Linked DNA regions of Mus musculus: regions 1, 3, 4, 5 and 6 are each linked to region 2. Evidence: chromatin contacts called from public HiChIP or PLAC-seq and promoter capture Hi-C data. All regions are on one chromosome and are shown on one strand. Each heading gives the region's core, a stretch centred on a gene start, on an enhancer-like site or on the middle of the called end of the contact. The rest is flanking DNA. Distances are from core to core; before and after follow the strand shown.

Region 1 (4,831 bases), core at 223-2,722, 2.2 Mb before region 2:
AGCCACACCCCACACCCGGGCCTGGCCCCCCACTGTCAGAGGCTCTCTTGGGCCAGGCCAGCAGAACAGATAAACAAGCCAGGGGATGTGGGGCAGGCAAGTGCAGGCCCTGGCTCCCCTGAGCCCCTGGCTGGGCTCCCGGGGCAGGGCGGAGGAGCAGCCAGGCCTTTGTCTGGGCTTTCTGAAGTAAAGGACGCCAGGGCTGGGTGTCAGCCTTCTTGGCCAGGGAAGGATGTGACAGCTCCCACCCATCGGAGGGTGTGGCGGGTCACGGGTTAATCCCAAGAGGAAAGTTGTCTTGCACAAAACACACCCAGAGAGGGAAGGGCAGGGGGAGCGGTCACCAGCCAAGTCGGGCTGGCCAGACTGCTCTGTCCCAGCCCTGGCTTCGGTAAGGACAGGCTCCCTGTGTGGGATGCCCCAAGACACCAAGCAGGCAGATTTGTGACCTAGAAGATGTTTTCCTACCACCAGGCTTGTCAAGCACCCCTAGACCACCTATCTTTCCCACCTGTGGGAGTAAGGGGCTTGGGGGACACCCTCACGTTGCCCAGAGCGGGCTGCATGCCTGAACGGGCCCCGGTGCGTATGAAATCTTCCACTGCCCATCGCTTCGCAAACCCACACAAACAGACCCCAGCTCACTCAGACTAGGTTTGGGGACTGGGTTCCACCATCATTTTCAACCTCAGTCAGCCACTCCTTTGAGTCACACCATCTGGTCCCCGCTTTTTCTGGGAAGGGGGAGGGGATACTCTTAGAGGGAAAGGGGGAAATCTGATTAAAGCTTCTGTCAGGGAACCGCCCGCCTAGCTCTCCACAGAAATCTACCTCTCCAGCCAGTGGCAACTCAGGACATCTAAGGGGTCGGAATTGGTTTGGCCAAGAGGCTGCGGACCCAGAAGAGGCCACGAGGAGGGCAGAGCGCAGGAAGGACCGACAGAAGCGCCAGGAGCAGCAAGCCGAAGCTGGGGGAGGGGAAGCGGGGAGCACCCAGCCTCTTGAGTAAGGGTCCCATTACTTCCGAAGTCCCGCAGCCTCTTGGGGGGGGGGCGCCCACCCACAGGTGGCCCAGCTTGGATAAAGGGTCTTGCGCGCGCGTGGGCCTCTCTCCTTTGCATCCTGCAAGAGATGTGTGGTGCAACCCAGGTGCCCCCCCCTCCAGCTTGATTGGGGACCAGGCCTGGAGTGCGCGGCCCAGCTCGATCCTTCCCTTTTGCAGCTGGGCACGGTCTCCCCGCGTCGCCTCTAGGTTCCCCGTTGGGGGCCTGGGGCGTCAGAGCGCGCGCGGCCGGGTACTCACTCCATCTCCCGCGAGGTCCGTGGGCGGTGCAGCGCGGGGCAGGGCCGACTCTAGGGCCTGGCGGCCGGGGCTGTGCGGCGCGGGGGCGGCACCGGGGCGGGCATCGTCCCCAGCGCGCCGGGTATTGTCCGGGCGCGGCCGGGTGGGCTCGTGTGCGCGCCGCCTCTGCGCGTTCCCTGTATCCCTCGCGCCCGCGCGCGCCTCCTGCTGGCCGCAGACGCTCCGCACCGCGCAGCTGCACCCCAAAACGTCGCAGAGATCCCGGACCCAGTCACCCTGAGTTCTCCATGGAATGAAAGGAGTCCTGATATAGTTTAGGGCCCCAAGTCGGACCCCCGACCCGCGAGAGAGCCACAGCAGCAGCTCTTGAGGGGGTTCAGTTCCTGCACGAGGCCCAGCCTGGGCCAATGGCTGGATATGGTTTACTGAACTCAGGAGTTTAGTCAGCCCTGTGATGCTGCCAGACTGAGCAAAGGGGTATTGGGTGAACTTAGACTTTGTTCCCAGGGCACTGGAGAGCCACAGTAAGAAAGACATAGGGCCTGTCTCCCTCAGAGAGTGCACCATGTGACTTTCTGCCTGGACTGCAGCTCCTTGGCCTTAGACACTCACTGGGCCTTGGGGCAGCGCAGGGAGAGTGAGTCACAAAATTCGCTTCTCTGATAGAGTCGTTGTCCTTTGGTTTGGTTTTGGAGACTGTATGCTCACTTTGTGTGCACGTGGAGGTCCCAGGACATCTTCCACTGCCTTCCTGCCAAGCCACCCACTTTCCCTTGGACTTCTTTTGAAATTATGTAGACTAATATGTAGACTAGGCTGTCCTGAAAGTACCCACTGCCTTAGCCAGGCCTGCACCACCACACCTATCTTCCCTGGGTTTGGATCTGGGCTCACCGGTATAGTGGTGTGTGATTCTGTGTCTGTTTCTCAGCCTTTTCACCTCTCTGCCCATCCCACCTCCTCAGATGCTAGAGGGCTAACGGTGTCGTCTCACCTGGACACACTGAGGGTCAGGCGAACTTTTCAGATAAAAGGCCAGATAGTAAACACTGCCAGCATTGTTGGCCAGGTGGTTTGTGTTGCAAGGACAGTACACTTATCATGAACACCAGAGGAGCTGGAGGAGATCTGTGAAGTGGTTCTGTGTCAATAAAACTTTATCAACATTGATGGGCTCTATGCTGTGTGTCAATAAAACTTTACTGACAAAGACAGGCTGAATGCTATATTTTGCTGAGCCTGCATTATTAGATGCTCAGACTGACAGCTGGTATCTTCCATGTTCCTGGACCACTGTCTTTTCAGTCAAAAGAGAATGACTGAGTTCTTACTGTATGCTCTGGGGATTCAGGACACTATCTTTGTCTCCTAAGCAAGTGAGTTAAGATTTAGGGCTGGTGAGATGGCTCAGTGGGTAAGAGCACCCGACTGCTCTTCTGAAGGTCAGGAGTTCAAATCCCAGCAACCACATGGTGGCTTACAACCATCCGAAACAAGATCTGACTCCCTCTTCTGGAGTGTCTGAGGACAGCTACAGTGTACTTACATATAATAAATAAATAAATCTTTAAAAAAAAAAAAAGATTTGAAGTGCTGGGCTGGAGCAATGGCTCAGTAGTTAAAACTGCTCTTCCAGAGGTCTTGAGTTCAATTCCCAGCAACCACATGGTGGCTCACAACTATCTGTAATGGGATCTGACGCCCTCTTCTGGTGTGTCTGAAGACAGTGACAATGTACTCACATAGGTAAAATAAATAAATCTTTAAAAAAATATTTAAAGAATTATTTATTTTAAAAAGAAGATTTGAAGCGTTTTCTGTGCAAGCAGTGGTCTGTGTTTAATCCCTACCCACATGGTGGCATGCTCAACATGGTGGTAAGCTCAACACTGGGGAAGGGGAGACACAAGCATTCTGGGGTTCCCTGGCCATCCGTCATAGCACAAGGCAAGTTTGAGGCCAGGGAGAGATCCTGCCCTAGAAAATCAGATAGATGGTAAGGAAGGAGAGCTGGGGCTGCTCTCCATGCCCCACTCGCATGTGCTTACACTGCACACAGAACATGCATACAAGCAAAATCAAGTATTAAAAAGTAAGGGATGCTGGAGTTGGGCATGGTGACACATGCCGAGTCTCCCTGACCACAAGTGCCAGGCCCACCTGGGCTACCTAGGGAGACCAATGTGTATGTGTGTATGTATTGATATGTATTTTTAAAGTTATGGGCTGGAGAGATAGCTCAATGGTTAAGAGCACTGGCTGCTCTTCCAGAGGTCCTGAGTTCAAATCCCAGCAACCACATGGTGGCTCACAACCATCTGTAATGGGATATGATGCCCTCTTCTGGTGTGTCTGAAGAGAGCAATAGTGTACTCACCACATATATTAAATAAATAAATAAATAAATCTTAAAAAGAAAAAAGCCCGAAGTGAGCTGATGTGGCTATACAAATCTGTCACCTCAGCACCTGGGAAGTAGAGGATAAAAGTCCCAGGTTATCCTTGGCTACATAGTGAGTTTGGGGGCAACCTGGCTACCTGAGTCCTTGTCTAAGAAAAAGAGAGCCACTTCCAGGAGAGTCGGAGGAAATGGAGAGCCAACGTCCTGGTTGGTGAGCTGGGGGCATGTCTGAGCCTTGCACACCATTCGTCTCTCATTGTCAAAGCCACTGACAGATCTTCACTGGGTCTCTATATACACATAGTGTCTCAAAAACACAAAAATCAGGCAGTGAATAAATAAATAAATAAATTAATTAATATCTCAAAGGGTTCCCAGATGCCCCAGAACGGAGATGGGAGCCCTTCCTGGGTTTCTCAGGCCAGGCCAGGGTCCAGATGGCTGCTGGGAGCTTGGCAGTTGGCAGTTGAGGTGAGTGCAAGATGGTTTCACAACCATTCATCAAAGCAGAAGGAAACAGAGAAGCAACAGGGCTCCTGCGTCTGCAGCCTGAACTTTTCCTGCACTTGCTGTGCGATTTTTTTCCCCCCTGAGACACAGTTTCTCTGTGTAGCCCTGGCTGTCCTGGAACTCACTCTATAGACCTGATTGGCCTTGAACTCACAGAGATCTGCCTGCCTCTGCCTTAGAGCTAGGACTAAAGGCACGCGCCCACCCTGCATCACACACCTTCCCACTCTCTGTCGTCATCCCCGCTGATTTCTCTTTATATCGCTGTCTTCATCTCTGTTTCTGTCTCCCTCTCATTTATTTTATTTGTTATTTTCTGAGTGTTTTTCTGTGTGTATATACCACATGCATGCAGTACCCACAGGAGCCAGAAGTGGGGACAGATCCACTGCCACTATGTGAGTGCTATCAACCAAACCCAGGTCCTTTGGAAGAGTAGCCAGTGCTCTAAACTGCTAAGCCTTCTCCCCAGACCTGCTTTCTGTTTGTTTGTTTGCTTGCTTGCTTGCTTTTTGTTTGGCAAGGACTCACTCTGTAAAACAGGCTGGCTTTAATCTCAGAGACCCATCTGCCAGTGTCTCCAGAGAGCTGGAGTTAAAGGTATGCATCCTCTTCAG
Region 2 (4,553 bases), core at 345-2,844:
GAGACAGAGGTGAAAGGCCTCAGGCTTGCTTCCCTCCAACGGAAGGATGCCTGGCTGGGCTCTGGCCTGGAGTTCTCTAATTAGCAAGTAAATACAGAAGAAGGAGGGCTTACTCAGCACACTGACTGCCAACACCTGACACCCGGGAGCTCCTGGGTATAGGTGGAGGCCAGCATGAGCTACACAGGGAAACATTCAGGAGACAGAAACAGGAAGATCTCTTTTGAGTTTGAAGTCAGCCTGGTCTTAAACTCCAGGACAGCTTGGACCACAAAGGAACCTTGTCTAAAAAAAAAGGGGGGGGGGCCGCTGTGGGGGTGTGGAGAGAGTAAGTAACTCACTGGTAGAGCATCTGCCTAGTGGACAACAGCCCCTGGGCTGCGTCACCAAAATATAACATATAACCCTCTGTCTCCACTAACCCGAGGCAGAAGGCATGGCCACTCCAGTACACACCAGGCATTCACTTCCTGCCTAACCGCACCAAAAGGTTACAACTCTTGTTGTAGTTACCAGCTACAAAATATAATAAAGTAAGTTGTCTACTCTTGGCACAGGGCGAACAGGTGCTCATTCAATATCCGGGATGGTGCAGGCAGGACCCAAGGCTGAGCTGAAATTAAAGGTAAGGACCTCGCAGGCAAGATATTTCTGGGCTCGGCTGCTGAGCATGGTACCATGGCATTAGTCCAGATGCTTGCCCTGCTCCTGGGGTCTCTCACCTGAGCCAACACAGTGGTCATCTCCAGGCCAGTCAAGAGCACAGAATGCCAGGCTCCAACGTTTATCTCCCGTTGGATAAAACTGCCCCCAGCAGGGCAGGTGAGTGTGGGAAAACTGTTCAATTTGAAATGGGCAACCCTGGCCTTCCCACGCACCAACTGCCGAGACCACGGCGATGGAGTGGAAGGGCATGCGGCCGGGCGAACATTGGAAGCCCGGAGCGGCCAGCCTTGCTCTTACTCCGGTGCAGCTCTCACGAGCGCCCGCTGAGCCTCACGCGCAGCACCACGCGTGCAACTGTGCGCACGGCACGCGAAAGGATGGCCGCGTCAGGGAGTGAGGCCCTTGCGAACCAAGAACCAGCACCCAAGTTCCGGGTTCTCGAGCCGTGGGCGGGGCTACACCCGGGGCGGGGCTACCCCGGAGGCGGAGCCTTGGTGTGGCGGGAGGCACAGCCGGGGGTGGGGCTAGCGCGCTGCCCGGGGCGGAGTGCAATGCTGGTGGGGGAGGGGCGCGGGTCGGTGGGGGAGGGGCGCTGAGGCTCGGGCGCGGCCCCGCGGGCCCTTTTTGCGCGCGGCCCGGCCTGCGTTCCGCGGAATCTGCTGCGGCTTGCGTACCGGGCTTACCTTGGGCTTCTCTTCCGACATGGTTGCGCAGCGACGGCGGCGGCAAGCGCAGCGGGAACCGGTGGCACTGGAGCGGGCGAGTCACGCTCTCTGCCCCGCCGCTCTCCCGCCGCAACTGTCGCGGGGCCGCGCTTTATCCCTAAATCCCGGCGCGCTGGTTGGTCGCGCGGAGTCACGTGGTCGGGCGCGTGCACGAGGCGCGCGCCCCGCGCCGCGGGTGCGCGCTGGCCAGCCGCGATTCAGGACGGTTGCGAATGCGTCACGGGGCGGGTCAGGCGCCCGGGTGCGCGCAGAGCCCCGGGGACGCGCGACTCAAGGTCCTAGGCCCAGAGACCCCGGATGTGGGTGCAAGACTGCGCGTCCACGCAGGGAGGCACGGGAGGAGTGGGGGCGCTGTGTGCTAGGTCAGGACCCAGAGGAACGTTTTGGCCCAACCAGTAGCCTCTTCACCACCCACATTTGGGGACTTTTTCTTATATGCAGGCTGCATTTGGGTAAGAGAGGGCAAAGAAACTCAGGCTAACCCTTTCAGGTGGTCCGGAAGACGAATAAGGAGGTTACCAGGCATGGTTTATGGACCACACACTCCTGGAACAGGCCTCTGGCCTTTAATTTGAATGTCACAGGAGGGCTCATGTCTAGAAAAGGCATCCTTTGAGGACACAGAGGATGGCTTCTGTTGGCCCAGAAAGCCAGCACATGCTCCCATTTCATCTTTTTTCATTTGATTTCCTGGATGGGGTGGACCAGCCTCCACAAGGGCCATTCCCAAGATGGCTCTCCAGAAGGACAAGCTCTTCCCCTTCATTCTCACTATCTAGCTGCCTTTCTCCCTCCTTACGTAGTCCCAAAGTAACCACTAGGTGGCTTGGGTGGGTGAGAGTGACAGGCACAGAAAGCTTCCCTTCTGACCTACCATTTGCTGTTTCTGGAATGCTATTGTGGACACTAATAACCCATTTTACACAGCACACCAAGATGCCTAGAAGTTTAATAACATGCCCAAGGAGTCAACTAGATAAGCAAAACAAGGGAAGCTTGAGCTGGAAGATCCATCGGGAGCCCTGGCTAAGGGGTCAAGAGTGTCCTTTCCTTGTATCTTGGCGTGAGTTTTTAGAATGCAGCCCACAGGCCCTCTGTGTCTGTCTGCTAACACCTGCAAATCAGGCCAGTCAGGGCTGACACAGTCACCCACAGTCGTCTCAGGAAGGTGTTGATTGGCCGTGTTCCAGGACCACACAGCAGCCTCCAGAGAAGTGGCGCTCTGTTTGACAGAAGTATGTTTCTGTTCCAAGGAAGGGCCAGCAGACAAGTATCCCCACTTCCTGGTAATACTGCAAAGCTACTAAGCCAAGTGTCTGTGAAGCCAACCTTTTTTAGCCTTTCCCCTGTACACATGACCTTTCTTCGAGAAGTTTGTCAAGGTCTTCCACAAGGACGCATTTGGAACTCATCCCACACCCAGACCAGACCAAGGTATGGATTTTCCTCAAATACAGATCATGGTCATCCTTAGCTGAACATATCTCTGGAATGTCCAGCTCAGACTGTGTAACTGGGAGACAGGACTCCAGAAACCAGGCTGACTGAAGCAGTTGTTGGAGATCAGAGCACACCTTCCCTCCACTATTAGCTGTGAGTGACTCGGGGCAGGCAGTGTTCAGACCACAGTGTACCACCAGCTCTAAGATGCCAAGCATTATAAAGTGTTGTATTAACAGTTTATAGGATACAAGAATCAAACCTGAGGGTCTGTGGCTGAGGGCATCTGTTACCAAGTGATCGGAGAACAACACGTGCAGCACAGGATGGATGAACTCGGCACCTACGTGAGCTGCAGCAAGAAACAGCCACACTGCGATCCATTCACACCATATGATGACCCATTCACACACTGAAAGCCTACCATTATGCAAAGTGAACAACCGGTAACAGGAAGATGCTCACTCGTGTGTATTTCAAAGCCTGTTCTTAAGATATGTGTATGTCTATGTCTATGTCTATGTGTATATGTAAACAGAACACTCCGTTTTCCCAAAGGACCTGAGTTTGGATCTCAGCGCCCCTTCTCCAGGACGTCTGGCACCCTCTTCTGGCCTCTATAGGTACTGCACTCACACACACCTACCCATACACAGAACACATACACACACCTTTTTTTTTTTAATGTTGTAAGGAGGCCCCTTGGGCATGGATGAGACCTTAGCATGACTTTGGTTACCTGAGAAGAGTGGCTTGCCTTGCATGGGGCATCCCAGCCTGCCTTCATACAGCAGACCCAGACACCCCATAATAAGCTGAGGTTCCACACACACCTAGTCACACACTCTTCCAAGGAGACAGCTGAGGATCAAGAACAGCATCCAGAGAAGATGAAGAGAGGGCCCTGGCTGAGGAACTTCCCAAGGGAAATCAAGGGACTCTGGGGTCTCAGGGAAAGAGAGGGACGGGAAGAAGCAGAGGCCCTGCTGAATCAGTACAAGTGTGTATCCACCTGACCAGAATCCCGGATCAGTGCAAGTATGTATCAGAATCTCAAGGAAAGAAAATGGAACAAAGAGACACAACCTAAGACATTTCCCGAGACTAAGCAAATATGTTCATGTTTCTTACAGACTTAAATAAATGGCTCTACAAATGGAGCATGCTTTCAAGTACCAAAAAGCCAGAGAAGGTTGGCTCAGAGGAACTCCCTGTAAGGATGGATTCTAAAGGTTCCTTGCAGTGAAGGATGTCCTGGTCCTGTTGCCTCCCATAGCTGCACGGACACCAGAGAGGCAGAGGCTGGAAGATCGCGAGTTTGGAGGAGACTCCTTATCTCAAGCTAGCTATTTTAAATTTTTTTCATAAAGATTCCAGGTAGCTAGCAACAAGGAGACTTTCTCTGAGGAAAGGAAAGTCAAGAAAGGAAGGGTGCTTGGCCTCCCCACAAGGATGGACCTGGAACTGAGACCCAAACCTGTTCCTTCCCTAAACTGGTTTCATTGGTGTATTTTGCCACCAAAGCATGAAACTAGGAAAGAGGCTGGGTGTAGCCTCCCCCAACCTGAAGCGAGCTGACAAGGACCTTGTCAGCCACTGAGGTGGGGCCACCTGCAGGGTAGTCTTCCTACTTAGATGGCTATATTGTTATGTCAACTACCTCTGCTCTTCTCCGAGACTCTGCTACCTGCTGAGAGACCCTTGAAACGTCCTATCCTGCAC
Region 3 (4,878 bases), core at 983-3,482, 2.2 Mb before region 2:
ATATGAGGGGTGTGTGTGGGAAAGAGAGTATGAGGAGAGAGTGAGAGGAGAGAGTGAGAGGAGAGTGTGTGAGAAAGGGAGCAAACGAAAGAGCACAACCGCAGCCTCAAGAGTACATACTGCGTCAAGCTGAAAGAGAGAAAGTGGGGGGGGGGGGGAGAGCTCAACTTTAAGCCTGTCAGTTTGTACCCGAAAAGTTGACTGTGTGAGTTTATTATGGGTCTTCCAGATATCACTGCTTCCAGTTGAAAACTCCGATCCTGTGTTGAGGCTAGACCCCGACTGTGTGTGTGTGTGTGTGTGTGTGTGTGTGTGTGTGTGTGTGTGTATGAGAAGGCTCCCAGGATGCAAGCTCTGCCATGGTTCAGAGAGAGAGGTTAAGCTATTTGCCCAATGACACAGCAATGGCTTGATTGGGAAGTCAACCCACGCCCACTGCCCCATAACTTTTCAACTACCCTGAGCTGCTCAGAGGAAGGTCTCTCCATTGAATATTGGCGTGTTTAAACGACTGAGGGGCTGCCTCACCACAGTAGACTTGGCTCTAGTGGGATAACTAGTTCCGATTGATGGGGGCCATGTGCCCTCTGGTGGTCAATGCCGGAATGGGTGGGAATGGGGACAGAAAGCAGGCCAGGTGTGAAGGTTGACTGTCCCTCCCCTTCTTGCAGGAATCCTAACTCTGAGTAACTCCTATTCTTTCTTCAAAACTCTGCTTGCAATGTACCCTCCTCACCCCCAGGAAGTCATTCTTGTGTCATCAGAGATATCCAAGGTCAGTTTAGAGTCCAAGCCTCCCCCCTGCCTTATGGTGCTGGAGTGTTTGTGTGCATTTCATAGACGCTAGATGAATGTTGAACGAATAAGTAAATAAATACAGGAACTAACCTCAGAAACATTCTGGGCCTAGCCTAGAAGACGACGCAGGCTTCATTCACTCCTGAAGAGTCACACGGGGTGCCTGCGGGCTAGAGGATCCTCCTTCTACCAGAGAATGCATCCCTTCTTCATCCTTATCTCGGGTGTTTGTGGAACACCTGATGTGTATCGTCCAGACATGATACTCCCTTCTGCCCGGCACTGTTTTTACAGATTATCAGGTGTACATAAGTGTATGTAGGAGGGCTGTAGAGACCGCGTGAAAAGGCAACATTGCAGCCGAGACTCCGGAGTTTGGGGGACCAAGCACTTGGAGGCACAGGCAGTGCAGTGCAAGCAAATATCCACAGGCAAGCTTGTCTGGAAGGCTAAATGAGGGGAAGGAAGCTGGGAAATGAGGGCTTGATGGTTCGAAGAAGAGGAGGAGTCTCTTAGGCCCCGTCCCTCACTTTTTTTTTTTTTTTTTTTTTAGGGATAGCCCTAACAACTTAAGCCATTGGCAAGGCAACCAAGTCCCGCCCCTCAAGGACTCCAACTTCGCGACTGTACTTGGCTTTCCGAGGCCTCTACATCCAATCCCGTATGCCGGAGAAACTCAGCCCTGTCGACTACATCCCCGCTCTGGAGATAGTCACCCGCCTTCAGGCTTGCCCATCCTCGTTGCCAAGGAGACGGCCCCCGCAAGCTTGGAGCTCCGCCTCCAGGCTCACGCCAAATTCCTAGGCGGATTCCAGGATTGGTCCCGTCGCTGTCTCGTCACCATGGAAACCCGGCCCCGCCCTGCGCAGGCTCAGCCTGCGGACCCTAAAGCTTTCCAGTTGCCTACAGGTTATAACCTACCCCAGGTTGCCAAAGAGACATCCCGGGCCCCCACGAAGGCCCCGCCCTTTGGTCGCGGAGGCTTCCCCGAGGCCCTGTCCCACGCAGGTTGCCAAAAAGTCTTCTCCCCCACGTAGCCCCGCCGCTCGCTGGCCCCCCATCTCTGACTTCTTCTGCTTCCATGTCTGACTTCACCTCCTAAAGTCATCGCCAAGGCGACCCGCCTTCGCGCTGTCCCTGGACTTCCGCACTCTTCAAGCGTGACTCCGCCCTTCCACCCCCAAGTGCCAAGCCCTCTAGACTCCGCCCACACCAGATAGGCCACGCCCCCAAGATGCTCTGCAGTCTTGACCCTCACCTCCGTCCCGGTTACTAAGGAGACTAGGCTCCGCCGCTTCGCCCCCAGGCTCCGCCCCACACACTGGACCCAGGTCTCTGGCTTCCGGAAATACTTATTTTGTCCTAGTGCGGCCACCGTTCTCCACGAGTCAGCCCCCCGCAGCGCGTTGCCCGCGTTTCTCCGCGAGCCCCACGCCTGCCGTGCGTGCCGTGCGTGCCATGCGTGAGCGTGCGCGGGCGCGTCGGCCGGCGAGGGAGCAGCAAACGGCCGGCGGCAGGCGCCGCGCGGGGGGCGGGCGGCGCGGAGGCGGCGGTGGCCATGGCCGAGGCGTCGCCGCAGCCCGGACGGTACTTCTGCCACTGCTGCTCGGTAGAGATCGTGCCGCGCCTGCCGGTGAGACCTGGGCGGGAGGGCCGTGGAGCTGTGCGCGCGAAGCTGGCTAGAGGGGAAATTGAGACCCGGCGGGGTGCGAGCAGCGTGGCGGGCAGGTCCAAGAACCTAGGGCGGCGGCGGGGTCGCCCGAGGGACGCAGGCTTGGTCGGACCCGGTGGGGCTCGGAAGCTGAGCTCCGCGCTGGGGACGGCCGCCGAGCGCGTGGCCAGGACGCGGGGGCGCGCGGCGCGGCCTCGAGCGCCGCCCCGGGCCTCGCTGCTGCGCCCAGAGGAGCTGCGAATCCGACGGCGGAGCTGGAGGGTCTGGGAAGGTCGTACCTGCACCTCCTTGCCTGTTACAGGCCTTGTGCTAAGGCTTCAGTGTGGCTTTGACCAGTTGCATCCCCCGGTCCCCACCTGGTTGTCCCCTGGCCTCCTGCTTCTTCCTCGTAGCTTTGGACATATCTATCCTGAGGACCCTGCTTGGGTGTCCTGCATCTTTTCCGGTTCAAGGTGGTTTTGTCCAGGTGCATGCCAGGGATCCTGCAAGTTTCTTGAGAGTGACTTTGACTAGGCTGGTATCCCCAGGCCTCCTCTCCCAGGACAGAACCTCCCACCTTCCAGGCATCCCTTGTTTCATACCCAGGTTTGAGGCTCGCTCCTGGAAAGGTGATCGCTCAGTACTTGCAACCTACCGTGGCCTTTCCAGGCCAAGCGTGGAGCCTGCTCCTGCCCTTCGAGGTGGAAGCCTGGGTGGGTCCTTGAAGAAGTAGTAGCTAGTTTGGTGTAAGCCAATCTACCATTGCGGAGAAGGTGGTGGAGTAATTAGCCAGAGTCTGTCAGGGTGACGACGGGGTGGGTGGTAAGAGGTGCTGTAGTTCCTTCTGGTCTCTGCACTCTCCCTCTGGATGGTGACACCATGACATTCTTCAGGGCGATTAACTCCAAGAATTCAGGTGGTGGCATACACCTTTTATTTCAGCACTTGGGAGGCAGAGGCAGGCCGATGTCTGAGTTTGAGGCCAACTGTTAGTTCCAGGACAGACAGGAACCCTGTCTAGGAAGGGGGGCAGCTTGGAGAGAGTGGTATGTGGGGTGCCAGGTGAACCTGGAACATAGGAATTGATTGTTATTTCTACTTGTGTTTCCTGTGCCTCAGCCTTGCCTCCCCAGATCTGCCTTGACGCCCCTGGACTGGGGACTATGCTGCCCCTTGGCACCATTGTGAGCTCTGGGAACTGTTTTCTGTAAGGAGATGGCCAGACCCAGGTGTACACCTAGCTGTCAGGTTTCCTTACTGGGACCAGAGCAGCACCAGGTTCTGGCTCAGTGCCCTTGAATAAGGAGGACCCTGACCTCTCAACTGCCACTGTGCCTGGCACGAGCCTACCTGTAAGCCCCAGTGACCCAGCATGGTCTTTGTTCTTACAGGGTTTGTATAGGCCAGCCAGTCAGGGAGTGACAAGTGTTTAAACAGAGCATGGGGGATGTTTTGTTTTGTTTCTCCAGACAGGGTTTCTCTGTGTAACAGCTCTGGCTGTCCTGGGACTCACTCTGTAGACCAGGCTGGCCTTGAATTCACAGAGATCTGCTTGCCTCTGCCTCTCAAGTACTGAGATTAAAGGCGTGTTCCGCCACCACCTGACCGGCATGGGTGGTTTTTGTATGAGCAGCTAGTGTGGGACAGGGAGCAGGGGCAGGTCTGTGGGTTCAGTGAGACTTGCCATGGCCCACACTCCAGAATAGGCCGTCCTATGCGGTGTTAGTTTCAGCTGCCTCTCAGACACCTGAGTTAACCGCCAGAGACACCCAGTTCCAGTGGTGGCATCTTCGCAGGCCCTGTGCTACCTCTTGCTGCTTTGCTCTAAGGTCAGATGGGTCTCAGCACAGGGTCGATTGTCAGCTGTAGCCCGAGCACAACCTTGGTGTATCAGCTGCCCATTGTGCTGCTCTCCCCAGACAAGTGAGCAGGGTTCTAATGCAGTGGCTCACAACTTTCCTAGTGCTGGGACACTTTAATACAGTTCCTCATGTGGTGACCCCAACTATACAATTATTTTGTTGCTACGTCGTATCTATAATTACGATACTGTTATAAATTGTAATGTAAATATATCTTACTAGCAGATTATCTGATACGGAACCCCTGTGAAAAAATCCTTCAACCCCAGAGAGGTTGTGGTCCACAGGTTGAGAACAGCTGTTCTAATAGGTAGCTTGTGCCTGTGCGGCTATGGCTGCAGCAGTGGCAGAGCTTCAGAGCTTCAGGGTGTTGGGAAGATGGCTTGTCTGGGAACGTGTCAGCAGGAAACAGATGAGTTGGCGAGAGGTGTGGGCAATGCGAGCCTAGACTTGATCGTCTGCTGGGTGTGTTGGTGGAGGCCATGTGATGTACAGGTGTGGACTCGGGGTGTCCATGGGCAGGCACCTGCAGCCTGCCTCCTTGTTTTACCTGCTCATGGGTCCAGG
Region 4 (4,410 bases), core at 153-2,652, 2.1 Mb before region 2:
TCCCTGGGAGAATTCCGGATGCCCCCAGTAAGCAGTTTGTTCCTCCCCTGGGCACCTCACGGTGTGGTCTTGTGTGCGTATTCTCTGCTGATACCTTCAGTCTCCCACTCACATACCCCAATGCTGTCCTAGCTGAAGACTGTCCGTCTACATTCTCGCTGGTTTTCTCCCTTTGTGCCTGTACCCCTCCCCTCTAGCCACATGGGCCCGCCATGCTCCACCCTTCCCTTCTTGGCTACCATCTTGGATACTGAGCCCCTTCCCTCTGGTGCAGAGATGTCTGGTCTGCTCAGCTGGAAATGTATGATCTCTGGACTTTCACTTCCCTAGGGAAGGCCTGAGCTACTGTTGCCCAACGTCTTCCTCCTTGCGGCCCCCTCCCCTGCTCTCCTCCCTGAGTCTTCCTCCAAGCACCCTTTGGAAAGCCACTCCCATGCTGAGACCCTCAGGCATTTGGTCACCCCCTGGCTGATGATGCCCTACTGATCAGCTTCCCTCATCCACTATGCAATGAAAAAGCGTCCTTAGTCGTCACCTACACTGGAACTACTCCCACTGCGGAGCTCCCTGCAGGGTTCACGTCAGGCTCTAGACCAGCCTGTGCTCTGCGTGTGCATCTAAGGAACTTCTGTCTGGGGCCTGGGGCCTGAGTACACAGGCTGTCCATCTCCTGGACAAGCACCACACTATTTATACTACCTTGCTGGGCTTCTTGACCTCCCAAAACCCTTGGCTGCGAGGGCAAAATGGACTCGGGTTCAAAAGCAACCTCCTCCAGGCCGTAATCACCTGGAAGCTCATGCAATAGATGGACGATGGATTACAACCCCCAGCACTTCCTACCCGGACCACAATATCCAGTACACCCCGCGCACACTGCAGGCGAAATCGATGCGAGGCGTGCCGAGAACCTTAAACCTGCCTCAAGCCGACCAGACCCGGGAAAAGAGGAAAGACCACTACTCCCGGAAACGCCCCGCGCCGGCGGCGAGTTGCTCCCGCGCGGGGCCTGTCGGGAATTGTAGTTCTGGTACCCCCGTCCGCCATCGGTCCGCACCTCTGCGAGTGGTGAGCCAGGCGAAGGTGCCACAGCGCGCGGCCCAGGCGCTGTTGCTGCAGGAGGAGCTGGCCCGGGGGCTCCCCGGCGCCTCCGTTGGTCGGCGAGCGTAGACCCATGTTCTCGAAGTAGTGCGCCAAGAAGGCGATGGGCTCCTCGGGCCGGATCTCCAGCACCTTTAGGAGGGCTGCGCGCAGCATCTCCGTCACGCCGAGCTGCCGTAGGAAGTCCTCCTCGCTCTCAGCGGCCGCCGCCGCCTGAGACACCGACGTCCGGCCACTGTCCGGGAAATTGGCCGCTGGTGCTACTGCCGGCCGCCGTTTCTCCACTGCCGCCATCTTTGTTGGGGGCAGCGGGACCGGAAGCGCCGCCATAATTCACGGCGCGATGAGGCGCCTTCCCTCGACGACCATTTTTGTTAAGGGCAGAGGCAGCGGCCCCCCTCTCTGAGAATCTCGATAGTAACAAGCGCAAGCGACCTTTTCCCCCTGTGCCCCTGGCTTTCTCTGTGTGCGTTTTCCTGCTACTCCATGACTGCATCTTCTAGCTTCGGTCTGGAATTGTGAGCTTGCCAGACTTCAAAATGGTCCCCCAGGAAGGGCTTGGTTTCTGGCTTGAAGCGCGATACCTTGCCATCTTGGTAGTGGGCAAGTCTTCCTAAGCATGGTCTCCTAGCAACCAGGCACCCTGGGTACCAGATAAACCCCGCAAAGCTCACCAGGAATCTAGGGCTGAAAGCGGAGTTCAAACCGTTTTCTGCGTTTGCTCCCAGACTCGGCCTGGGCTCTCCCGGGTTTTTGGCCTCACTTAGTCTCCTTCCGAGCGTTAAGGTGCCTGAGCGGAGTTGTCACCAGATTCCTTCCTTTCCCAGACTGTTACCATTTCTGACCACCAGAGGGGGGTGCTCTCTTTGCAATTCTGAACTGCTGTGGCTTTCTAGTATCCTCGCATGTCCCTTTTCTGTGTTATCTTTGGCTCTTTATCTACTGACATACTTTTTATTCCCTTGTCTGGCATCCATACCGCTCTTCGTGTTTTCCCAGGTTACCCCCCAAGTACTTTTTCTAAGCCACTGGATATCTCCTTAGTTACTCTTGTTAAATGCAGGCATTTCCCAGCCTAGTATCCTGTTGCTCGACCTACCAAAGAAAACTGGGATGTGTGACTGTCTCCAGGGACTCTGGCTGTAGGGATAGGTGATGTACAAAGCCTTCCTATTCACAGTACGAAAGAATATGCCAGTGGCTAGATACGGGGCTTTTATTTAGCTCTGGGCCAGCAGGCAGAAAAGCCCAGAAGTCAGGAGAAACTTATAGATGTGCTGACCACCAAGGAAAGAGGCCACACTATCATCTTGATGCCCCAAATCCTGCAGCTGGTCACTCTCTGCCTCCTTTAGTCTGGCATAATGGAGCTTCATAGGTGTGTACATGAGCTAGTGTCTGGGCGAGGACCTGGCCGGTAGCATTTCCACAGGCGGTAGGCAAGGAAGACCAGTGCAAGCAGCCCCAGCACCAAGCTGCCAATCCATAGGACGACGGTGGAGGCTGAAAGAGTAGGAAGAGAAAGGCTGCCATCAGTCCCAGTGCCTGTGGGCTCCACAGAGGGAACATACATAGGCCCTTACAGTTTAAAAGTGGACTTAACTAGCCAGCCTCTACTTGGGTAGAAAACAGCCACCCAACCAGACATACTCAAAGACAGCATGGAAGAATGAATCTACTTAAAGGGAAGCTTTTGTTTCTAAATTACGGTCTCACTCTGTAGCTTAGGCTGACATTGACCCTTCTTCTTCTACAGCTCAAGTACTTAGATCATAGCTTGTGTGCCATCGTGCCCAGCTTAGTTCTGTTTTGTTTTGTTTTGTTTTGTTTTGTTTTGTTTTTTGTCTGTTTTGTTTTGATTTTTTGAGACAAGAGTCTTCTATGTAATCCTGGCTGTCTGTCCTGGAACTTGCTCTGTAGACCAGGATGTCCTTGAACTTAGAGATACACCTGCCTCTGAGATTAAAGGTATGTGTCACCACCACCACCTGGCTTAAGGTTTATTTTTTTAATGTTTATTTTGTGTGTGTGTGTGTGTGTGTGTATCTGTGTGTATGCCACAAATGCAGGTACACTTGGAAGTCAGAGGAGGATGTCAAGTCTCCAGGGTCCTGGAGTTACAAGTGGCTATGCGTTTCTTGTCTCTGCCTCCTGAGTGCTAGGATTAAAGACATGCGCAAACACACCTGGCGTCTTATTTGCATGTGCAGGAGTTATTTTAGTGTTGATGTACATATGTGTACCATGCACACATGGTGCTCTGGGAGGCCAAAAGTGTGGGTTACATTCCCTGAATCTGGAGTTACAGATGTTTGTGAGCTATCACATGGGAAGTGAACCCAGGTTCTCTGTAAGACCAGTAAGTACTCTTTAATTTCTGAGACATCTGTTGCTTCAGACTCAATTAACGTATTTAAAAAATCAACCATTAAGACATGTGTCATGGGCTGGTGAGATGGCTCAGCAGGTAAGAGCACTGACAGCTCTTCTGAAGGTCCTGAGTTCAAATCCCAGCAGCCACATGGTGGCTCACAACCACCCGTAATGAGATCTGATGCCCTCTTCTGGTGCGTCTGAAGACAGCTACAGTGTACTTATGTATAACAATAAATTTAAAAAAATGTGTCACAGTGGTGTGCACCTGTTATCTCAGCACTGAAGAGGTTGAGGCAAGATCACGGTCACTTTTAGCTATGATGCAAGTTTGAAGCCAGCCCCGGGTATGTGAAACTAAAGTTAAATAGCTATGAAGTCAGCCCCGGGCATCTGAAACCAATGTTAAATTTTTTTTTCACTTTTTGTTTCACTGGATCTTCCTGTCTCTGAAAGACTGCAAGGTGCCCCGAGTTCTAAGAGGTCTCCAGACAGGAAAGCATACTGAACATGGGGAAACTGAGGCTAGGCATGGTACAGACTCCTGCTAGTGTTTTAGTCCCATTTGTCCCTCCCTCCCAGGGCCCCAGACTCACAGGAATTCGGGGTCACCTGGCCAGGAACATACAGATTGGTCACCTGCCCGCCAGGGTCCTGGCGGCACTGGAACCAGCCCTCTACCATGGGACCTGGGGGCAGCACGCTTAGCCATGCCTGGGCCCCAGCCTCCCTCTTGTGGTAGGTTGCCAGGTCGCCAGGAGCCAAGGTCCAGCGCACAGTAACTCCGGGCCCACAGGATGCTTCACAGAGTAGCTCCCAGCCTGCCTCCAGGTCCTGGTGGATTTTCGGGCGGCAAGGTCCCTCAGAGCTCAGAGTCCTAGGGCTAAGCTTGGGGTATGGAGGGGCAGAAGGTAGGGTGGTGATGTTGAGCCCAGT
Region 5 (4,943 bases), core at 1,600-4,099, 2.0 Mb after region 2:
AATTCCCAGCAACCACATGGTGGCTCACAATCATCTGTAATGAGATCTGATGCCCTCTTCTGGCATGCAGGTGTACATGCAGATAGAGCACTCATATACATTATACAAAATAAATCTTAAAAAAAAAAAAGAGGGGGGCTGGAGGTTAAGAGCACTGACTGCTCTTCTGAAGGTCCTGAGTTCAAATCCCAGCAACCACAAGGTGGCTCACAACCATCTGTAACAAGATCTGACGCCCTCTTCTGGAGTGTCTGAAGACATCTACAATGTACTTACATTTAATTAAAAAAAAAATCTTTAAAAGAGAGAGAGAGAGAGACTGGCTACACTGGCTGCTCCTCCAGAGGACCCAGGTTCGAGTCTCATCACTTGCAAGGTAGCCCACAACTGTCTGTAACTCCAGTTTCAGGAGGTCTGATGCTCTATTCTGTCTGTCCTCCGGGGGCACCAGGCACACAAGCAGGCTACCGGCACACATACAAGCGGAAACACCACACACAGAAAATAAAAAACACACAGTGCTTTTGGCGGGGTGGGGAGGCCAGGGCCTAGAGAGGGAGCAGATGTTATGATGGGAGCCAGAGGAAAGGGTCAGAACTAGAGCTGAGACCAAACTGAGGTAGGAAGAAACCTGTAAGCTTAGAGGCTGGAGCTGGAGACTTCCTGAAGAGGCAGCTTCGGACAAGTCATGGGTGGTGTGGAGGAGGTCTCTTGACTTCCCTTGGCCTCACCCTTGAACTCTTAAGGTGTCAGGGCTGGAAAAGCCTACGTGCCTAGACCTTGAAAGTTCGGCTAGTCTGGACTTTGAGAACCCTGTGAGGCTGGTGAATATATCACCATGCTGGGTAACCCATTAACCCCGGCTTGCTCATTAAGACCCTTGCGGGTGTCTCTTTGCTCCTTGGTTTGCTCTGGGGAACTGGGCAGAGGGCAGCTGTGAGAAGGGGTGTTGGTGTGGACACTGGCCCAGCGGGGGCTCTCTGTGTGTTTAATTTCTGCAAGAGCTTTTGCTGGACAGTGTGGCCTAGGGCGGGGCTACACCACCTGCTCCTTTCATCTTAAGGTCACTCCTCTTTTAGGAGTTCATGCCCTGGGGGGACCTTGGCCAGGCAGGAGACTTAGGAACACATTTAGGGGGTGGCTTGGGGAATTACTCCAGCTCCCCTGCAGAGAAGTGGGTTCACAGTGGTCCCCAAGGCACTTCCTGTTTCAAAGGGCTTATCTTCCCGCACTCCATCTTAGAAAACCCGGTCCTAGTAAAGCCAGACTTGAGCTGTCAGTACCGGAAACCAAATGCTGGAGGGTTGCAGCTTAGTGGGTTGGGGAGGGGTTCAGCCAACCACTTCCTGAAACTCTCTTCGTACAGTCCAACCACACCCCATGGTAGTACTGACTTACCTGAATGTCAGGAAGCTCTGGGCAGGGCTTGAACCCCCAGTGGGTAAGGTTCACAGCTGAGGTCGATAGTCTAAACCTCAGAAGTCAGTTCAAGTAATTGAGATGGGTGGGTCCTTCCCTCCCCACACTCCGGTTCTCTTGGGACAGGATCTCCCTCCCCACCCTGAAAGCCAGCAACCCTGAGACTCCCCTGGTAAACTGGTGGGATGAAACTGACTTCAAATCCAAAGTCACAACAGCTTAATGAACGTGAGGATCACAGATTCTCAACCTTCCCTCTGATTTTCCAACACCCTAGAAAAGTCCACCCTTGGGGGGAGTTCTTCATCTCTAAAAGCAGCTGGCAAGTTCTCCCCTAGCGTCGAGCCCCAGCTTGTGACTCCTTCGGCTCATTTTGGATGGGTCTGGTCTCAGACCCTTCTAATCATCCCAGGCCACAGATCACAGATGCAGGGGACACCCATGCCCTGTGACTACCTGCATAGAGTGCCTGACCACACATAGACCACAATGACCAGACAGAAGAATCCGTAAATGGGCCACTGTTACCCAACGGTGTTGAGGAAGTACTCTCTGAATGACCACACCACAGCAAGGTCAGATTTTCTGCCTTCTGCCCCCCCCCCCCGCAAGCCTGGCTTTTTGGTGCTGCCCGTTCACCCCATCCCAGTACTCGCCTTTGGTGTGAGTGGAGCCTGTACTTAGCCAAGCGCGTGGGCCTCCGGGATGGTCAGCTTGTTAATTCCTGGGAGCATTCAGCATCTGGTGAGTGAAGTCCAACTCCAGAATTCATCAGCAGAATAACAGAAATGTGCACCCCATAGCTCCCGGTTTCATGCCTGACCTCCCTGAGAGCTGGGGACCTGGGAAACCTTCCCTTTCTGGCCTTGGTTTCCTCTCCAGAGAGGATCAAGGGAGCTTGAGGACTGGATGAAACAGACAGACTTCAGAAGGCTCCAGAGCTCTTCAAAGCCTCAGTGTTAGCCTGGCTCTGACTCCCAGCTCTGCAGTCACTTCTGCCCCCCTTCCTGCCCGCCCCCCTTCTCAGGTGGCATTTATTGTATCACCTGGTAATTATCTGTGCTGTCTGGCATCTCTAGGGGGGGCTGGGAGGGAAGCCCTGTCTTACCCATGTCCTGGTCTCCTCACTCCCGCCCCTACCATCACATGCCACAGTCTGCAGGAAAGCCAACTAACTCACTTGTGTCTCACAGCCTCCTGGACCACAAGGCAAGCAAGCACACCTGTCCACCCACAACCTCCCTGCGACTTAATTGGTACCTAAACCGCCCAACAATTTCCCTACACTCCGTCCTCAGCTTACCCAGAGCTCCCTTCCTCTTTACATCTTCCATGCTGAGCTATATCACATTGCACATAGAGTCCAAGTCTGAGCCACCCGCTGTGTCAGATGCCCAAGGTCAACAAGTCCTAACCTGAGCTAAGCAACTACCTTCCACAAACCTCTACCAGCCACAGAAGCCAGAGTCCAGCCCTTCAGAAGCCACCCCCTGCCTCTTCACTGGTCCCTTCCAATTGGTGTTATCTGTGACCTCCTCCAAGCCACACCTAGTACCCTCCCCCACCACTCCTATCACCTGGTGACGCTTGCTCACCAGTGGTTTGCAAGGCTGCTGTTACCTTAATGGAACATTTTCCTCTCCCGCTGGAAAACCCTTCAAAGGCCCCCATTTGCCCTGCAGAGAAATTCTTGCCTTGCTGGTGCCTGCCCCTGCCCTTTCTCTGCCCTCAATGCTCCTGCCAGGACATTTTACAGGCTAAAGTCGTCTTCCTTCAGACTCCGCTAACTTATGACACCTCCCAAAATCTTTCTTGGCTCCCAATTCTGAGGAAGTCTAGGCTGCATGCACAGTGCCCAGTCCTGAATGGATCGATGCTGAGGAGTGAATGGTTAGGCTCACTGTAAAGTAAGAAAGAGGGGCTAGGTGTGGCCCAAAGGTAGAACGATCGCCAAGCATGCCAAAGATCCTGGACTCAAATATCAGCACTGATAGGAGAAGAAAAATGTCACAGAAGATTAATCACGTTAAAGAATAAAGGCGCACTTATGCAACACTATGCTATGCCAGTCTCTAATCCTATAATGCCATCGCCATTTTACAGACAAGGAAACCGAGGGTTTCAGAGGCTTCTGTGGTGTCTTGTTTTTTTTTCCCCCTTCCACCAAGTTCATGCCCACTAGGGAGAGCTCAGAGTGTGACCTTATTTAGAAACAGAGTCTTCACAAGGTAATTAGTTCGGATGAGATCATACTGGATTAGGGTAGGCCCTAAATACAGTAATTAGTGGTCTTACAAGATGGCCGGTTGGGTAGTCGCACAGGGAAGACAGCCATGTGGAGTAGGAAGCTGAGGTCAGCGCGACACAAGTACAAGCCAAACAGCCTCAAGGATTGCCAGGAAGCTCAGAAGGAGGGGAGGCAAGGAAGGATATGGCCCCATAGTCCTGGGGGCAGTGGGGGAGAGGTGGGGAGCACGGCTCTGCTTACATTAGATTTCAGGCTCCCAATAACCGGGACTTGCTGTTTTAAGCCATTGAACTTGGGGCGCCAGGTTGAAACCATCACAGGACCCTACTTTGTCTATGGCTACACACTCGGCCAAGAGCAACACAGGGAACGGAAAGCCTCTTGCCGCCTTTCCTTCTGGGGAAACTCCGTCTGCAGGCAGAAGACCCATTCCTGACAGAGTAAGCTCAGGGAAATGGTCTCCACGGAGGATCTATCTGCCTCCTTCCTCCCAGAGAAGGTTTCAAAACCATTCGGTGGCTGGGCGTGGCAGGTCAAATCTACTTTGGAAGTAGATAGAGGAAGATCAGGAGTTCAAGGTCATTACCAGCTAAGTAACTGAAACCAGCCTAGGCTATGTGAGACTATCCCAAACAAACAAACAAACAAACAAACAAGGAACAACAAACAACAGAGACTGAGTCCTAGTCACGATTACCAGGAAGCTGGAGATGACCTGATTACAGATGACCTGGCCGAATTAACAGCCTTGAGTTGGTTTGAGTTTGGGCTTTCTGACTGTGTGAAAGAGACCAATGGTGGAGCTGGTTCAGTTCCATACCCTTCTGTATGTAGCCTTCCACCATACTTGCCAGGCACTCATATCTTGGCTTCCTCTCCACGCCTGATGGGTTACCTCACGAGTAGTGAAGGTCTCAGAACAACTGAGCTATAACTGCTGCCCATAACTTATCCACAAACAGTTCCCACGTGGGGCCTTATATGTCCCCACCAAGACCTGAAGTCTGAGGACATCCTCCCTCTCATACTCCCTGCCTCCCATGTATATAGTATTCTGCTTACATGCATGCAGAAGAGGGCATCAGATCCCAATACAGAGGGTTATGAGCCACCATGTGGTTGCTGGGGATTGAACTCGGGACCTCAGGAAGAATAATCAGTGCTCTTAACCACTGAGCCATCTCTCTAGTTCCCTGCCTCCCATTTTTTTATACCCCCATGGGTTTAGCTAAGGGTGACAAGGCTGCCATGAGGAACCCAGGTCAACCCTCTATGC
Region 6 (4,706 bases), core at 227-2,726, 2.1 Mb after region 2:
ATCCAGCGTTTTGAATCCCCACCAAAAAGCAGACCAAAACTGTCAAGGCTACGGTGCTATAAATAGGAAATGTTCATCAAGCAGAGAAATAGGGTAAACGCTCGACTTTAAGTCTCACTACAAGACAAAGACTATGCACAGGGCTTTTAAAATGCTGAGATTGGAAACGACTCAAAACCGGAGCACACCATTTATTTGCATGAGAAGACTGTAAGGATGCTAAACACAGTCTCTCTCTCTCGGTGAGGAACCACGGCTTTCAACTTTAGGAGTGTGGGTTTCCATGCTGAAAATGGTAGGGAAACACTGCAGGATGATAGCCAAAGGTTCAAAAAAAAAAGAGTAGCATCTACAAAGTGGATCGAACATATAGCACGGCAACTTGATTAAACTTCTGCAGCAGCGTGGAAAAGAGGGCCACTGCAGGAATGGGAGTGGAGGCAGGGATGAAAGGGACGTTGTAAATGATGATCCAAAAGGAAAGGAGGTAATTAGCAAGAAATGACTGCCCGTAAGCTTCGGAAATCGGTGACCTGAGAAGGCACCGAACGTGCAGACTAGGCGTAAATTAATAACTGTTCAAGGGTTCGGGAGATGAGCTTTGGATAGGCCCTGGCTTCCCGCCCTCCGCTAAGCAAGCCCCGCTGAGCTCCTCCGCAGCGGCCCTTCCAGCTCCTAAACCCCCTGGGGAAGCCCTGGCCTCCTCTCTCCCGTTAGCCGCCTCTCCTCACCAATTAACTGCAGGCTTTATTTTTTTTCCGGTTCTGGCACAAACGTTAGAAGGCGAAGGCGAGAGAACGACCGGCCCGACTCTCACGAATACCACGCGCTCCCAGAATGCCTTGCGCAGGCCCCTCCCTTTCCTTTAAGCCTACTTGCCCTTCACTCTCACTTAGCCGGCTGGGGAAACCAGGGCTCTAGCACAATAGTTCCGGCACCGGAGAGGGCCCGGGGGACCGCCGGAAACACCAATCCTGGAGCCCAACAAGGGAACATGGTAACCCTGAGTACTGTAGTGGCGGATTGGGCGGGATCTGGGCTTGAGCCCAGTGCTCTGGGGAGACAGGAAGTGAGGCTTGGACTAGAGATTTAAGCTTTGGATCCGGCCACCGGCAGGTAAGGGACGCACTGAGCCCTGGGAACTCTCATTATTCCTTGTCTGGGTAAGAAGACCTAAAAGGAGTCGGGAAAGTGTTCCCTGGAGTCTCGATAAGGCACTGCGGAGAACCAGAGCTTCCATCTGAGGCTGCAGAAGAACAGACCTAGCGGAGGGAGAGCGTGGGGAGCCCACGTCGCTAGGGGAAGGGCTTTGGGGGCGGGGCTCGGGGAGGGGCGGGGCTCGGGGAGGGGGAGGGGCCCCCGGAGCGTTTCAGGGAAGGACCTACGGGTAGCGGGTTCTGGAAGGAGAAGTGGGGGTGGAAGGGAAGAGGCGTGGCTTATGGAAGGGGCGGGTTTCCAGCGCCCAGACCTGGAAGGGATTAGGCGTGGCTTGAGGCGGCCTAGCCACCGCCTACCCGGCTCTGAACCGCGGTGGCGGCGGCGGCGGCGGAGGCGGAGGAGGAGGAACTCTGCGCTCACTGGCCGCGCTCGCTGCCCAGCAGAAGTCGCCGCTGCAATCAGCTCCAGGCCGGGGCCATGGGCGCCCTGCGCCATCCGGGTCATGAGGACGGAGGCAGAGGCAGCGGGGCAGCCGCTCGAGCCCGGTCAGTGCCTCTCTTCAGGGCCTTGCCTTCAACCGGGGGAACGGAGGGGGACTCCGCCCTAGAGCCGGGCAGGGTCTGGCCGCGCGCGACCTTGGGTCGTCTGCGGCCTCAGCCCAGCCTGGAGCTTCTAGTGGGTCCTAGCTAGGTGGATATTCCTTCTCATCTCCTGTCCTCCACTTAGGGTCGTTCCTGAGTCTCCTGGGGCTTGAAGCCCAGGGAGTGCTGAGAGCCGTCAAGTGGAAAAGTCCAAGGGGCAAAAAGGCACAACCTTGTCCAGAATCGAATAGCCCTGCTTGAAGCACGTTGGGTGATCCTATTCCCCGGGGAACTGTGGAAAGCCTGAGGCCGAGAAAGAGGGGGAAAGAATGGCTTGAGAGCTCTCAGCAAAGGGGCGGGAAAGAGGGGGAAAAGAATGGCCTGGGAGCACCCAGCAAAGGGAACATCTTTTTCTCAGCGCTTTTTGTCTTGGTACTGTTTTGGTTACTCGCTTACTGGTTCCCTCTGCCCTGAGGAAACCCGAGCCCCTTTGCTTACTCACGAAGTGGGGACAGCGGGAAGTTATGGTGGAGCTTAACACACAAGAGTTGATATTAATAAACTGTAAACAGTTGAGGTGCCATCTCAGGGGAGGGGTCAAAGGTTATGGGACCCAAACCCTTTAGTGTCAGTTGGCATCACGTTCAGGGAGTGGTTCCTTCTGGTTGTAACCTGGAGGAGCTGAGCTTGGACCTGTACTGGGATTACATATTTACTTCTCCAGTTAGCCACCGCTGTGAACTTTGACTAGATCATTGCCCCTATCTTAGCCTCAGCAGATAATGGCTCACTTGTGTAGGGTGACTAAGAGGTAGATGCAGTGTTAAGGTGTTTATAGATAGCATAGAATTAATCTTCATAAATCCCAGTGAAGTAGGTGACCGCTGCTTTCAGTACCTTTTGAGGTGAGCAGACAGGCTGAGAGGGTTAAAGAACCAGGAAGAGCTGTCTGTCTGCTTTCTCTTGTGGCAACCAGACAGCTGAAGCTAGGTCAGGGCTTTCTCCAAAGCAGACCCTAGGTTTCAGGTAGAGGACTGTCTTGGCTTAAGGCATCAATATCCAAAGCAGTTTTGGGCTCTGAATGCCAAAGCTGTTATCAGGACAAACACCAAGGCTGCTTCTACCCTTATCACCTCGCCCCAGAAAGCATCTTCCCTGTGCTAAGCAAGATCAGGATAGTTAAGCAGGGATGTTTGCCTTGTGAGGCCTCAGGATGTAGGGCTTCTAAGGTTCAGTGAAAGAGGAGAGACACCGGAGTCTCTTAGGACCCTGAGGAGCAACTGTCCTATACCACAGTTTAGAGGGCATAGTTCAACTAATTAGAAGCAGAGCTCAGGCCACAGAGTAAGGAGGCAGCCTCCAACAGAGGGTTGTGATCTGGAGGCCTAGAACTGATGGGCACTTGTAGTGACAAGCAGATATTTCAAAGGGTAGACAGAGCTTTCAAAAACCAAAATCAACCCAAAACCTTTTCAGCAGTGTAAGTGGGGAGGCTAAGGAAGCCCTGGCCCTACATGCCCATGGCAGAAACACGAGTGAACACAGAGGATTTGGATATTAGAGATGAGAAAGCAACATTCCAGACCAAAGGTTAGATAAAAACAAAACCTGGCTAGCAATCAGCCTGAGTAGATCAGAGCCATTTACAGCCTCAGTAAGGGTTCTGAAAAGGGAAGACACCCATCTTGATAGAGCCACACCCTGCAGAGAGTTTTCCTCTGGCGTATTTTGAGAGAACTGTTTTAGCATATAAGTCCCTGGAGACCAAGGTTTATGTCACCTCAATAAGTGTGATTTTTTTTTCCATTCCTTTCTTTTTTTTTTTTTTTAATTTGTAGCACTAGGGATTGAACCTAGGTCTTAGACAGTGCTAGACAAGGGCTACACCCCAGCCTCAGGTGTAACAGTGAGTACTAAGCATCAGACACTAGGCCAGGAAACAGCTAACAAGACGAGCCAGTCCCCCGCTGTCTTCATCCATTCGTACAGCTGAGAAACTTATAAGCACTAGGAATTTATTTTCTCACAGTTCTGGGGGCTGAGAATTCTAAGACCAAGATGCTTGCAAGTTAAGTACAAGATCTATCCATTCCTTATAGATTCTCTCTAGATATGTCCACATGGCGGGGAGAGAGGAGAGGGGCAAATGATGAGTTCTCTAACAGCAGAGCACGAGAAAGATAAAGGAAAAAAAAGAGGCCCTATGGTTGTTAGCTTCCTAAGATTTACATTATCAAATTGTTTGTGTCTTGAGTGTTTTGTCTGCATGCAGGTGCTGAAAGAGAATGTCAGGATCCCCTGAAGTGGAGTGAACAGACAGCTAGCTCTAAGACGGGGTGGGTGCTTGGACCTGAACTATGCCTGGGTCCTTTGCAAAAGCTGAGCAAGCAGCAGCTATTAACTTTTAATTGTCAGCCTGATAGAATCTATGATCGTGTGGGAAAGCAGTCTCAGTCTCAGTAAGGGGCTGTTTAGCGCTGCCCATGAGGGATTTTCTTAATGGGTTAATTGAGCTGGGAAGACTCACCCCAATGTGGGTTGGGCCCCAGGCTGACTGATAAGGGGGAAGGACAGACGCGTGCATACTCTTTGCTGTCTATTCCTGATTTTGGAGATGATATGACTGGCTGTCTCCAACCAATGTGACATCTCAGAAATGACCCGTGTAAACCGGAATTGTGAGCTAAAATAAGCCCCTTCCCCCTAAGTTTGTCAGGAGCGGTCATCACTCCAGCTAGAAAGGAAGCTAAGGCAAAGCCTAGGTTAGTGTTTCCTGACCTTTTATAAGACCCAGACTCAGACAACTCACAACTGAGCAATTACTTCCTTCCCAGTTTCTTTCTTTTATCTATTTAGAGGTTTCTATCTTGTGTGCATGAGGGTTGTTTTGTTTTGTTTTGTTTTGTTTGCTTGTTGGTCTGACTGTATACCAATGTGTGCTCTCTGCTGTCAGAAGGCAAAAGAGGA

The links. Promoter capture Hi-C pulls out the DNA fragments that hold promoters and counts their contacts. HiChIP or PLAC-seq counts read pairs in DNA pulled down with a chosen protein or histone mark.
Region 1: a contact with region 2 is called in a promoter capture Hi-C map of hippocampal neurons, with 3 times the contacts expected there. The contact joins the promoter of Palm here to the promoter of Sumo3 in region 2. A contact is called at or near these places in 6 of 39 promoter capture datasets (the HPC-7 cell line, cranial neural crest, frontonasal cranial neural crest and 3 more) and 1 of 115 datasets of contacts at active chromatin or transcription factors (large pre-B cells).
Region 3: a contact with region 2 is called in a promoter capture Hi-C map of pre-B cells, with 3 times the contacts expected there. The contact joins the promoter of Rnf126 here to the promoter of Sumo3 in region 2. A contact is called at or near these places in 5 of 39 promoter capture datasets (the C10 cell line, cranial neural crest, liver and 1 more) and 1 of 9 other capture datasets (liver).
Region 4: a contact with region 2 is called in a promoter capture Hi-C map of the HPC-7 cell line. The contact joins the promoter of Tpgs1 here to the promoter of Sumo3 in region 2. A contact is called at or near these places in 8 of 39 promoter capture datasets (the C10 cell line, the HPC-7 cell line, HPC-7-derived erythroid cells and 6 more) and 1 of 115 datasets of contacts at active chromatin or transcription factors (astrocytes).
Region 5: a promoter capture Hi-C map of liver shows a contact between it and region 2, with 4 times the contacts expected there. The contact joins the promoter of Ggt1 here to the promoter of Sumo3 in region 2.
Region 6: an H3K27ac HiChIP or PLAC-seq map of bone marrow-derived dendritic cells shows a contact between it and region 2, with 7 times the contacts expected there. The contact joins the promoter of Gucd1 here to the promoter of Sumo3 in region 2. A contact is called at or near these places in 5 of 39 promoter capture datasets (the C10 cell line, embryonic stem cells, liver and 1 more), 1 of 484 Hi-C or Micro-C datasets (B cells), 2 of 115 datasets of contacts at active chromatin or transcription factors (astrocytes and bone marrow-derived dendritic cells) and 2 of 9 other capture datasets (adipose tissue and liver).

The regions. Positions count from the first base shown.
Region 1 is chr10:79,790,213-79,795,043 of GRCm38.p6, reverse strand. Palm (paralemmin) reads right to left here and starts at 1,472. Exons shown (of 9, transcript NM_023128.4): 1 at 1,304-1,472. The coding sequence starts at 1,308. It also overlaps a transcript of Prss57 not described here.
Region 2 is chr10:77,603,138-77,607,690 of GRCm38.p6, reverse strand. Sumo3 (small ubiquitin-like modifier 3) reads right to left here and starts at 1,594. Exons shown (of 4, transcript NM_019929.4): 1 at 1,350-1,594. The coding sequence starts at 1,370.
Region 3 is chr10:79,764,306-79,769,183 of GRCm38.p6, reverse strand. Rnf126 (ring finger protein 126) reads left to right here and starts at 2,232. Exons shown (of 9, transcript NM_144528.3): 1 at 2,232-2,431. The coding sequence starts at 2,357.
Region 4 is chr10:79,666,431-79,670,840 of GRCm38.p6, reverse strand. Tpgs1 (tubulin polyglutamylase complex subunit 1) reads right to left here and starts at 1,402. Exons shown (of 2, transcript NM_148934.3): 1 at 1,058-1,402. The coding sequence starts at 1,395. It overlaps Madcam1 (mucosal vascular addressin cell adhesion molecule 1), which reads right to left. Exons shown (of 5, transcript NM_013591.3): 4 at 4,071-4,410; 5 at 2,299-2,604. The coding sequence ends at 2,474.
Region 5 is chr10:75,562,038-75,566,980 of GRCm38.p6, reverse strand. Ggt1 (gamma-glutamyltransferase 1) reads right to left here and starts at 2,849. Exons shown (of 15, transcript NM_001379537.1): 1 at 2,723-2,849; 2 at 2,076-2,160.
Region 6 is chr10:75,514,151-75,518,856 of GRCm38.p6, reverse strand. It overlaps Gucd1 (guanylyl cyclase domain containing 1), which reads left to right and starts at 1,476. Exons shown (of 6, transcript NM_175133.2): 1 at 1,476-1,703. The coding sequence starts at 1,661. It overlaps Snrpd3 (small nuclear ribonucleoprotein D3), which reads right to left and starts at 815. Exons shown (of 4, transcript NM_026095.4): 1 at 732-815.